3 separate regions of the Sus scrofa genome follow, and regions 1 and 3 are each linked to region 2. Evidence: chromatin contacts called from public HiChIP or PLAC-seq data. All regions are on one chromosome and are shown on one strand. The core of a region is the stretch at or near the end of the contact, and the rest is flanking DNA. Distances in the headings are between cores, read along the strand shown. Region 1 has its middle 440 kb from the start of MN1. Region 2 holds the start of MN1 (transcriptional activator MN1). Region 3 has its middle 280 kb from the start of MN1.

Region 1 (3,898 bases), core at 116-2,615, 440 kb after region 2:
GAGAGAGAGAAAGAAAGAAAGAAAGAAAGAAAGAGAGAGAGAGAGAGAGAGAGAGGGAGGGAGGGAGGGAGGAGGGAGGGAGGAAGGGAAGGAAGGAAGGAAGGAGGGAAGGAAGGAAGGAAGGAAAGAAAGAAAGAAAGAAAGAAAGAGAGAGAGAGAGGGAGGGAGGGAGGGAGGGAGGGAGGAAGGGAAGGAAGGAAGGAAGGAGGGAAGGAAGGAAGGAAGGAAGGAAGGAAGGAAGGAAGGAAAGAAAGAGAGAGAGAGAGAGAGAGAGGGAGGGAGGGAGGGAGGGAGGGAGGGAGGAAGGGAAGGAAGGAAGGAAGGAAGGAGGAAGGAAGGAAGGAAGGAAGGAAGAAAGAAAGAAAGAAAGAAAGAAAGAAAGAAAGAAAGAAAGAAAGAAAGAAAGAAAGAGAAAGAAGTTAGAAAGGAAGGAAGAAGGAGGGAGGAGAGAAGGAAGAAGAAAAGGAGGAAGAGAGGAAAGGGAGGGAGAGAAAGACAGAAATTTTGGCACAAAAATATGGGCCTCGTTTCTTTCCAGCCATTGTACTTTTTATATCACCACCATCGAAATGAGCCTCGGAGAAGTTAAGCAACTTCCCTGAGGTTTCCCTAGCAAGTGAGAAGTGGGGGCTCACCTTCTGTGCCTTTTCACTGTCAAACAGACCACATCTAGCAAAGAGGGACCTGGCTGGAGTCCAGAGATCCAGCTTGAAGGTCCCTCCAGGACCTCAGAGAAGTCCCCTTCTCCTCTCTAGACTTCAGTTTCTGTATTTGTAAAGGGGGAATTACATCCAGATACCCTGTTCTGAGTGTCTGGGTCTCTGGGGATGCTGCAGGTAGGGGGTACCTTCACAGAGGAGGGAAGCCAGTGCAGCTGGGGTGGGGGTGCACATTCTAGACATAGGCCAGGGAGCTGGACCCAGGGGGGCAGGGGAACAGGAAGGAAACAGGCTGAAGTGCTAGCAGCAGGAAGTGGAGGCTGAGGCTGGGGCTGGGGAGGGCAGCCCAGGGGGAGCCCTGCATCTCCAGGTGGGCCCCCTTCCTCTCCTTGACCTTGGCTCTGACCTCAAATGTTTTCAGATGAGGGACGCCGGATCCACCTCGCTGGATCTGAAAGCGCAATTCCATCCCTCCGGATTTGCGTAGAAAACGTCTCCGGCCCCTGCTGCATCTCGCTCTCCCAGCCAAGTCTCCGAGCTTAGTTCACTCAAGGCGAAATATTTGGACACCAGGAAAGCATTAAGTAATTGGTGGATTTTTTTCTCCCCGTTTCCACTTGCGTCTGTTTGTTTCCTGCAGGGTTGCCTGACACCAGCCAGCCTTGAATTTGGTCCTGTTCCCTCCGCAGCGGGGACCCCGAGGGGCTCAGCCCAGGGTGTGCACCATGGAGAAAGTGCGTAGCCTGCCTGGCGGCCAAGGTCCACAGACAGCAGGGGTGCTGAGGAGTCCCCAGGGTCTTCAGGGCAAGTGAGAAACTGGGAGCAGGCCCCTCAGAACGCCAGCAGACTGCCCCCTCATCATGACATAGGGAGGATGGTTACATTGATCTAAAGAGCAATTTCGGAGAAAACTCACCCCCTGCTGGCTACACCTAGGGAAGCGATGAGCCCAGGGGCCCTGGACAGGAGGCTAGGGTCTGCCTCTTCCAGCCTTGGACAAGTCACTTCAGTTCTCTGTGGCTCTGTTTCCGGCTTGTTGTTATGGTTGCTAGATACAGCAAATAAAAACACAAATTTGAATTTCAGAGAAATGATGAATCATGTTTTTAGCATAAGTATATACCATGCAATGTTTGGGATACACTTATTCAAAAAAAATTCTTTGTTTCTCTGAAATTCAAACTTATTGGGGCAATCTGTATTTTATCTGGCACCCCCAGCTGCCATAACAATAAAGTCAGATGATGTGTAGGTGAACTTTATGGTGTGTCCAGCTCCATGGAAAGTGATCAGAACCCGGTAGCCATTTCTATTACAGTCAGATCAGGAATATTAAACATTAAATACTAATGCTAATTAATATTAACTAGTTACCATTAGTCCATATTAGTTAATATTAGTGAATCAAGAATCAATATCAGGGGTTCCCGTCGTGGTGCAGTGGTTAACGAATCCGACTAGGAACCATGAGGTTGCGGGTTCGATCCCTGGCCTTGCTCAGGGGGTTAAGGATCTGGCATTGCTGTGAGCTGTAGTGTAGGTTGCAGATACGGCTTGGATCCCGCTTTGCTATGGCTCTGGCATAGGCCGGTGGCTATAGCTACGATTCGACCCCTAGCCTGGGAATCTCCATATGCCTCAGGAGCGGCCCAAGAAATGGCAAAAAGACAAAAAAAAAAAATATCAATATTAAAATGCATCATTTACTGAGTAGCTACCATGTTTCAGGCATGTCCTTTGCATTACTTCTTTTTTATCATGACACTCAGCGTGGTAAGTGACATTGATGTCCCCATTTTACTGCCATGGATTCCAAGAGTCGGCAAGATTAAATGTTATACCAGCTGTGACCCAGATTATTACTAGTTTGGAGTGCTGGTCTGAATGCCTTGCAAAGGTTACTTCCCTGAACGCCCTCACCCACTCTGTGAGTAGACACAATTAGTCTCCTATGACGATTATCTCCATTTCGCAAACAGGGATGCCAAGCCCTCAGACTCCTCAAGGTCATATAGCTCATCATTGGCTGAATAAAGCTTCACACCCAGGCAGTGCGGCTCCATCCTGACCCTCACCAGCCTCCAATGGAGATAGGATAAGGGTAACTGAGACATATGTCCCCCCGTAGAACACCAGGCACCCGGGCTGTGGCACATGGCATGCCAGGTATGTCGCTAGCTATGTCTCCTTTAAACCTCCCCTCAGTCTTGTGCGCAAAGGGATCATCCTTCCCACTGCAGATGGACCTGCTAGAGGGACCTGGGGTAACTCAAAAAGAGAGAGGGAGGGGTCAGCAGGTGGAGTCCAGGCACCCACTCCTGCCTCTAACAGGGAAGCCCTAACATTTCCTGGCTAAGTGACAATGGGCACGTTACTTGGCCTCTCTGTGTCTCCTATCTGTAAAATGGCGATGATAAAAATACCTTCCTCTAGGATGGCTGTAATCATTAAATGACTCAACCCATGGCAATCAGCACACATGGTGCCTCCCGGCACGTGGAAACTGCAAAATAAGTGTGAGCAGTTAAGATCACTCATGTATCTGTCTTAGCTCAGGCTCCTTCAGGGCAGAGCTTGGGATAAGGGCTCTGGTACAGGTGGCTCCTTTGGGGGGTAAACTCAGGAAGCCCTCACAGTGCGGTGGGCGGGGAGATGGGGAAGGGAGGGACCAGTACAGATGGACTCCTCAGCAGATGTCTGCTGTGGACAACTGGGACCCTGCCCTGCTGGGGACCGCCTGGGGTCTGTAGGACAAACCTGAGAGTTGTCCCACCCGGGGTAATGGAGCTGGGTATCTCTCCTCCAGCTCTTGTCAGTTATCAGTTTATGGATGGTTGTGGGGAAATGAGCCCCCCAGTATCCCTGGTCTGACCCACCCCACAGTCCTGGTGTGTCCTCTGGGCCTGAGAGAGCCCCTGAGCAAAGGCAGTAGCCAGCTATAGGTTCAGTGGGCCTGGGGACAGTGTGTGAAGCAGATATGGGCAGGGCATTGGCCACATCTTTACAGCATCCTTGGAAGATTTAATTTAAATTGAAAAGCATCCTGGAGTTCCCACTGTGGTACAGGGGGTTAAGGATCTAGCATTGTCACAGCTGTGGTGTAGGTTGAAGCTGCAGCGTGGATTCAATCCCTGGCCTGGGAACTTCCATATGCTGTGGGTGTGGCCATTAAAAAATTTTTTTTAAAAAGCATCCTTCTGCTAAAACAATCAAGGTAACAACAACAAAAATCAGGCTGA
Region 2 (3,984 bases), core at 827-3,326:
AAACACATGCAGATGCCCTGCCACCCCCACACACGGGCAAAGACACAAATGCAGACACATGCCACACATTCTCCCTCAGAACATTCTTGGTGTTAAGGAAAGGTGACCAGACACACATCCTGAGCAGAAAAGCAGCCGGGCCCAAACACACCCTCCTTTCAGACTCTCACACACCTTGTAGGCTTAACTCTTGGAAACAGCCCCAGAAAAATACTCCCACACCCCCTCCCTGGAACGTGCAGAATTATTCCACAGGAAACCTGCCCAGGTGTTCAGGGGACCCCCACCCAGACCCTGTGAAGTCATGCCTCAGCCTAGAGCACACCTCCAACCCAGGTCTCCCCAGACTGCCGGTCTGCGGGCCATTCTTCCCACTGCCCTGGCCCACCCAGGGCTCCAGACAGGCCCCAACCTTCCCTATTCTCTCCAGACACACAGAGACATAAGGGTCCTCACTCAGGTGCCCCCTGAGGCATGCAGAACCCAGAACCCACAGCTCTCAGCCGGGTATGAGACCAGGTGTCATGAGTTTTGCGTATGGCTTTACCCCTGCAGAGTCTGCCTTCTGGCAACCATTCCTTCTACCATCCCCTTCCTACCCAGGGGCTCTGGGTCTCTCCTGCTCTGGCCTGGGGGCCTGCCCTGGGGTAGGGGTGTCACCAGAGGCCTACCCAGTCCCTTTATTTCTTTGTGCCCAAATCAGCCAAGCTTCAGTCTTTTCTCCAGCTCTCACTTTCCTGTCACTTTGCTAAGTAATAATTTCCATGTCCAATTCCATTTCTTTTCTAGTTCTGAAACCTCTAAGCTATCAGCAAGAGGATAGTTCACATGAAAACTAATTACACAAAATCAATATTTAATCACAGACCAACAACCTGATCCTGCAGAAAAATCCTTTTAAAACTCCACTGCCCTGTACAAATAGTTCTTCCCAGATGCTTATTTATGGACCCCATTTTTGGTGGGGGTAATTTTCATTTTTAATTTCAAAAAGAAAAAAATATCTGTAGACATCCTCAACAGGGAGGTCCCATGAAGGGCCTTTGGATCTGAACTTGCTTCCATTCTCTGAGTTTTCAAGTTGCAAGTTTTTATTTTTATTCTTAAAGGGGTGGTGGGTGGGGAGTGGGTAGGGGTTATTTTCTTCAGGAGTCCCTTCGGAATCTGCTTCCCGCCTCCCCTTGCCCTAAATTGAGCCCATTTTCCCGGCATTTTGAGTTCTGGAACACCCAGCTTCTGACTTCCCAGCAGTAACTCTGGGGAGCGATGAATCCGCGCTTAAACCGCGGTAACTTTTTAACTCCCCGCCCAGGAATGGTGGAGTGCTTAATCTGAGGTTTTTAAATAAAAAGGGCTCAGGGGTTGGTTTTATTATAACGTTTATTTCATTTCAGATTTCATGCACAATTTAGCAAACGCTAGACAGACTTGGGCGATAAACACTTTCTTTTGTGGGGGGAAAAGGCATTTTTATACACCATGCTTAATTTTATTTAGATTTAATAGCGATATCAGGGGCACTTCAAAGAAAGTTCCTTTTTTCTCCCCTTCTCCTAAGAAAGCTGGTCTGCTAGCAAAATCGCCTCGTGCTATTTTATGGCAAGGAAAATTAAAGGCCTTTCTCCCCCTTCCTCCCCTACAAACGCTTTAGGGAGGAAAATACACACAGGCAGGCACACAGAATAAACACTTCCTCTACCCTCCATCATCTCTAACTCCCAACTTCTAATTGCAAGATAGATTGCAGCCTCAGTGGGGATCAGGAAGATCTAAACATTTTAACTAAGATTATTGGGATAAATATTTCATAAAGAGCAGGGCAGATATTAAATTACTCCTATTGATTTTGGTATCACAACCCAATTCCGTTCCTTGGCCTCTTCAGTTTAATTGATCTCTTAAGGAGGCCAACCTCGCGCCCGAAGAGGGCCTGGGCCTTGGCCCTGGTGCCTGGACTAGGGCGCTCCGGCCAGTCAGTGCCGCCCTCTGCGCGCTAGTCTTCTCCAGGCTCCTGGCCGCCTCGCTGCTCCGGCGCTGGGCTCACGCGACAGGCACCCCTCCCCCCGCCCCGCATAAAGTGGCCGAACGGTTACTGTTCTCGGCGGAAGCCAGCCACTGAGAACCAGGAACCCTAGACAGTGGAGATAGGGAACAATTGCTCCCTCCCTAGTAAGGGAGGAGCTAGCTAGCGCCCGATCTCTGGAGGAGAACCCTAATTTAGGGGTTCCCCATTTGCTTTTCACCTCCAGGATAATCCAAGGGCCGGCTAACTTGGGCGCCACAAGTAAGCAGACAGCAGTGGAGAGCCGAGGGTTCGCTCCAGGGCTGAAGAGCAGTCGACACTTAGCTGCGACTTTCCACGGCGAGTCCAGGAGCTTTGCCTGGCGACCCCATTGTCTGAACGCCCCGCACCGCTTACCGCCCACCTCCCCGCCCCCTGCCCACCCCGCAGGTCTCGCTTCAGTTGGGGGTGGGGAGTTGGGAACTGTGGTGAGTGGGAAGGGGGGTGAACAAAGCCCAGCTCCCGCCATTCTCCGCCTGCGCCCTCTCCATCCCGATGCTCGGGGAGGCCAGGGAGCGCCCGCAGCGCACTGGCGCCAGACCCGGAGGCTAACCGGTGCGGGGGACCCCGGAGCAGGCGAAGTGCGAGTTCATGGCGGGGGCCTCGGCAGTCAGCACCCAGGACCACCTTAAGAGCGAGCCCCGCCCCGGGCCCGAAGCTTGGGCTGCGCTGATTGGTGCAAATGTAATGGCTGAAATTGATTGCTGAAATGCAAAACTTGTTGCTGCTTCTCCGGGCTCTGGGCGAGAGGCAGACACAGAAAGGGGAGCCGAGACCCTCGGAACGCCCCACGCAGAGCCCCCCCGCCAGCCAGAAGAGGGGTGCGAGGACCCCCCAGAGCTGCCCCCGCCCCCTCCCATTCCGGGTTCTGAGAGCGCAGCCGGATCGCCTTAGCCTGCTCGCCCAGCGTGGCCCCCCAAACCCGCGTACGCCCCCCTCCCCGGGTCCGAGGGCGACTTGCGAAGCACCTCGGAGCGGAGGCAGGGAACCCGAGGCTTGGAGCGACCATCGTCTCGCTACCCACCCGCGCCTGGAACGGTTGGCGGAGATCCCCGCGAACTCAGAGACCCAACGGCAAAGGACAGAATCGGCAGGCGGAGGACGTGGCCGTGAAGCGGCGCACCGGGTCCAGCGCATCAGCGGCGGAACAGGGGAGCCGCGCCTTCCCCCAGCCATCGGTTTCAACCTCTGGTGCCCGCCGCCTCCTCAGCCCCGCTGAGCGCTCCGCTCGGGCACCAGCACCCGGTGATGCCGAGCGGAGTCTCCAGTCCTCTGACCCGGTGAAGAAGCAGAAGCCGCCTGCTCCGGGCCGACGGGGACTGTGCAAGCGGATCTTGCTTGGCTGAGGCTTGGGCTGCGGAGCGCCGGGACTCCAGGGGGAGGGGGGGAGGGACCGCACTGTCCGTGCCCCCGCGCCAGCCGCGGCTTTGAAGGGTCTTCCTGTCCGGCCCCTTAGCAGCTCCTCCACGGGCTCCGGGAGACTTCGGGAAGAGTCGGGGGCTCCCCACCCAACCCGATCGGACTTAAAAAGGTGATCGCTCTGCTCTCCCTCCCCCTTCCCGCCTCCTACCCCCCACTTAACTTTTTGTCTCTACGAGCCCGCAGCTCCGTCCTCTTCCCTCAAACCCACCCGCGGCCCTGCCACCCACCCGGGGCATGGGCCCCCCAACACGGCTCCTGGAGGCCCCGCGGCGCCGCAAGATGTGAGAGGCCCCGCGTCGGGCAGAGCGAGAGCTTCGGGAGAGGAGCCGATAGCCCCCAGCCTTTGCAAGCCAGGCGAGGTGGCGGTGCGCGCTGCGCCCCCGCGGTGCTGAGCGTCCCGGGGCGCCCTACCTCGGGCCGGAACGAGTAGCTGGCCGGAGGCGCGCCGCGGAGAGCAGGCTGTCATGCCCTATTGATCCCCCTGCCCCCCGCCAAGTATG
Region 3 (3,961 bases), core at 111-2,610, 280 kb after region 2:
TGGAAAGGTGGCCAAGAAAAGAGACAGGGGAGCCAAGTGCAAAGAGAGAGTGGCGAAGAGGCCGTTTCTCAGAGCTGTCAGCATGGGGGCCCCGGGAGCCCCATGTTCCATTAGCCGTTTTGTGGGCTTGTTTTATTGGCCAGCGTGCACAGGTGGGGTGGCAGTCTGGCCAGGGTGACCTGTGCAGATGTGGCTGCAGGAGGGGACAGCGTCAGTGGCCGGACCTCACCCCAGCCCCCAGGCCCGTGCCCAGTCCGGATTCCCTAGCGCCTTCTCTCCTGCCTCCTGGGGACAGCGGCAGTGTTTTCTGTCTGGCCGGCCACGCCTGGCTGTGCTGGGGAACACAGGCCCCTTCAGAGGTGCCCCCCGAGTCGGCCGAGCTGTCCGAGCCCTGACAAGCTCTTGAGGGAAGCGGGCGTCGCAGCCCCAGCTGTGTAAATGTTTTTGGTTTTCCTGCTGAGGCTGGGGGTTGAGTCAGTGCCAAGACAAGCCTCGCTGGAGTTTTCTTTGGCAAGGCGGCCCAGCTCAGGAATGTCAGGCGAACTTTCCAAATGGGCTGGTTTGTCGGCGGGACCTCAGGCTGAAAGCTGAGCCCTGGGTACACTCTGCCATCATCTAATTACCGCGTCCCCAATTAGAGTCAAGAGCCATGGCCCGGCCTGGTCAGATGGGAGCTATTTTCTCTGCTCACCCTCCTCTTTCCGGGAGGGGCCGGGGCGGTTCAAGAGGCTCTCTGTGGGCTCCCCGAGTGGGCATGGGTGGGAGGGTAGCTTTCACCATTCAGAGGGTGATGATGTTTCCGGGGGGTGGGGGTGCGAACTCCATTCTGGGCCCCAGCTGCGACGCTGGGTGAAAACCCACTCCGAGGTATACATTTTCCGTCTTGTTGTTGAACTTGCTTAACTGCGACTTGGACCTTCCTCAGACGTCTCACAGAAGAGATGATCTAGAGTAAAGCTTCCAAATGCAGGATCCTCCAGGGGCGGGCCCGTTTCCTAAATGAGCGAAGCTGGCCAAGAGTGAGGCAATACGGAGGGGTGGGGACTGGGGCAGACAGGGAATTCATGCCTCAGCCACAGGGGTGGATGCTTCTCAGCTTCGGCTGACCTTGGCTTTGGGCGAATTGATTCGGATGTGGCCCAAACGTCTGAAGTTCCAAGAGAGACCCCCCAAATCTGTATTTTATGTAAAAATCCCTAAGTCTCAAAACGTTGGGAACTAATTCAATTAGGAAAAAAAAATTGACAGAGGACCATGTTAGCCAAACAAAACACATCTGGGAGCTGGATGAGGCCTTCAGACCACGCATGTGTGACCTCTGGGCTCCAACTTCCTGACCCGTGACTGCAAGCTGAGAGGACAGATGGAAAGAGCGACCTCATCCCCGACAATAGCAATGATAAAACACTTTTGTCTGTGCTCTGGGCTGACCCAGGCATGGAGCTGAGGACTTTTCTTATGATGAGCTCCATTTAATTTTTAATCTGATGAGCAGGTAGCATCATGCCCACTTTACAGATGGGAAAACTGAAGGCTACAGGATAGGATGTAATTTGGCCAAGGTCATACAGTTGATCAATGGCAGAGCAGGAATTGGCCATCAGGTCTGTCTGACCCCCAGTACTGGGCCAAAGTCATGAGATTTGCTTTCATGTTGTTGTTGAATTCATTCATTCATTTGTTCCATAAGGCTTTATTGAGCTCCTACTGTGTGCCAGGCACTGTGCTAGCTGCTTTGCAAGGATTAAATGAGGGAATATATGCAAAGAGCATAGAGCATATGCCCAGGTTGTTAGCTCCTGTTATTATTACTATTATCAATATGCATCTACCTACATGGGGAGTGTCCTGCACAGGCTGCTGGGGGTTGGGGTGTGAAGGAGGTTGTAAAAATACAAGTAATGTTGGGAGTTCCCATTGTGGCTCAGTGGTTAGCGAATCCGACTAGGAACCATGAAGTTGCGGGTTTGATCCCTGGCCTTGCTCAGTGGGTTAAGGATCTGGTGTTGCCGTGAGCTGTGGTGTAGGTTGCGGACTCGGCTCGGATCCCATGTTGCTGTGGCTCTGGTGTAGGCCAGCAGCTATAGCTCCGATTCCACCCGTAGCCTGGGAAACTCCATATGCTGTGGGAGCCGCCCTAGAAAAGGCAAAAAGACTATATATATATATATATATATATATATATATATATATATACACACACAAGTAATGTTTAGCTGCTTTTTTAATTTTAATTGAAGTATAGTTGATTTTTAAGACTGTGTTAATTTCAGGTTATAGGAGTGATTTAGTTATATATGTAATATATATATTATATATATTCAGTTATATATAATAGCCTTTTTCAGATTCATTTCCATTATAGGTTATTAAAAGATATTGAATGTAGTTCCCTGTGCTATACAGTAAATCCTTGTTTATCTGTTATATATAGAGTAGTGTGTATCTGTTAATCCCCTACTGCTAATTTATCCCCACCATCCCCCTTTGGTTACCATAAGTTTGTTTGCTGTGTGTGTGAGTCTGGTTCTGTTTTGTAAATAAGTCCATTTGTATCCTTTTTTAAGATTCTACATATAAGTAATATCATAGGTATTTGTCCTTCTCTTTCTGACTTCACTTAGGATAATATCTAGGTCCATCCATGTTGCTGCAAATGGCATTATTTCATTCTTTTTTCATTAGCCTCTTCTTTTGAAAATGCCCAGCTTCATGGATCTCGGCTAGATGCTTTCATTGACTCCGTGAACCTGGGATTCACTCATCTCTGATCTGTGAAATGGGTACAGTAGGCACCCAATCAGAGCCACTGGGCACAGAAGTTCAGTTCACACCGGCAAAGCTCTAGACAGGGAGTGCTTGGAGGAGGCCTTGACCATCTTGGTGCCCCAGCACCCTCGCCGACCCAGGGGCAACAATGATGCTTGTGAAGGTGTCCAGCTAACTTGGGAGGTTGACAGGCTTGGGCATAAAATCAGTCAGCCTTGCAGCATTGGAGAGGCAAATGCAGGGTGCAAGGATGGCACCCACTGAGGCTCTGACTCCTCTGTGGGGTCAGAGGCATCTGGACTAAGGTCTCTAGAGCAAACTGAAATTTACTGTTTGCCAAACACTTTACAGTTTGCCAAGCTGGACTGTGCAGCAGGTTCTCCCCAGCTCTCAAGCATTCACTGGCTCCCCACGACCTCTTACATGGCCCACAGTGAGCCCTGGACAAAAAATTTGAATGCATGAATGCCTGTGAGCAAGTACACACCACGCACACTCAGGTGGCCCACACTGGGCCAGTCCTTACCCAGCTACTTGGTCGTGGCTTCAGCCCCATGTAGGAGGCAGTTGAGATGTGGTTGAGTGGAGAGAGCCCAGAACTTGGCATTCTGGTGGAATTCTGGGGGGAACCCAGCAGAGACACAAGGCCAACTCAAGTGCGGACTTCTTGGTTTTGTTTCAGTCCCATTTTATGATGCGATAAAACCTTTGTCAGCTCGGGCTGCCTTAACAAAAATCCCCCAGACTGGGCGGCTTATACATAGACATTTATTTCTCGCAGTTCTGGAGCCAGGAGGTCTAAGATCAGGGTGCCAGCCTGGTCCGGTTCTGGGGAGAGCCTTCTTCCGTCGTAGAGGACCAGCATCTGCTGTATCCTCACGTGGCAGAGGGCCCAAGAGGAAGCAACCTCCCTGGTGACACTTATAAAGACGGTAATCCCATCGGAGGACTCCACCCTCACGACCTCATGGAACCCATTACCGTCCAATGCCCCACCTCCTAATGCCATCCCATAGCGGGTAGGGTTCAATATACGAACTCGGGGGAACGGGGCACAAACATTTAGTCCATCATGGGGAGCGAGCTCCCTCAGGCCAGGGGGGAAACTCCAAACTGACAAAGACAAGCACCGTAATGCACATCTATGGAGCCTTTATTAGATGACGGACCCAAGGGAACTTTGCTGGATCCT

Evidence for each region. HiChIP or PLAC-seq counts read pairs in DNA pulled down with a chosen protein or histone mark.
Region 1: a contact with region 2 is called in an H3K27ac HiChIP or PLAC-seq map of skeletal muscle. The contact joins the enhancer-like site here to the promoter of MN1 in region 2. A contact is called at or near these places in 9 of 47 Hi-C or Micro-C datasets (adipocytes, embryonic fibroblasts, heart right ventricle and 5 more) and 1 of 2 datasets of contacts at active chromatin or transcription factors (skeletal muscle).
Region 3: a contact with region 2 is called in an H3K27ac HiChIP or PLAC-seq map of skeletal muscle. The contact joins the enhancer-like site here to the promoter of MN1 in region 2. A contact is called at or near these places in 14 of 47 Hi-C or Micro-C datasets (alveolar macrophages, embryonic fibroblasts, epiblast stem cells and 8 more) and 2 of 2 datasets of contacts at active chromatin or transcription factors (alveolar macrophages and skeletal muscle).

Annotation. Positions count from the first base shown.
Region 1 is chr14:44,704,673-44,708,570 of Sscrofa11.1, reverse strand. No RefSeq gene overlaps it. Among named protein-coding and RNA genes, the nearest start is that of MN1, 440 kb to the left of the region's middle. Within about 2 kb of position 1,365, at least 18 of the 83 cell types and tissues checked have an H3K27ac peak or open chromatin away from gene starts, as enhancers often do. A contact at or near this core is called in mesenteric adipose tissue, omental adipose tissue, retroperitoneal adipose tissue and 1 more, where this site is marked.
Region 2 is chr14:45,140,568-45,144,551 of Sscrofa11.1, reverse strand. MN1 (transcriptional activator MN1) reads left to right here and starts at 2,076. Exons shown (of 4, transcript XM_021072488.1): 1 at 2,076-3,984. The coding sequence starts at 3,982.
Region 3 is chr14:44,856,655-44,860,615 of Sscrofa11.1, reverse strand. No RefSeq gene overlaps it. Among named protein-coding and RNA genes, the nearest start is that of MN1, 280 kb to the left of the region's middle. Within about 2 kb of position 1,360, at least 28 of the 83 cell types and tissues checked have an H3K27ac peak or open chromatin away from gene starts, as enhancers often do. A contact at or near this core is called in embryonic fibroblasts, mesenteric adipose tissue, omental adipose tissue and 2 more, where this site is marked.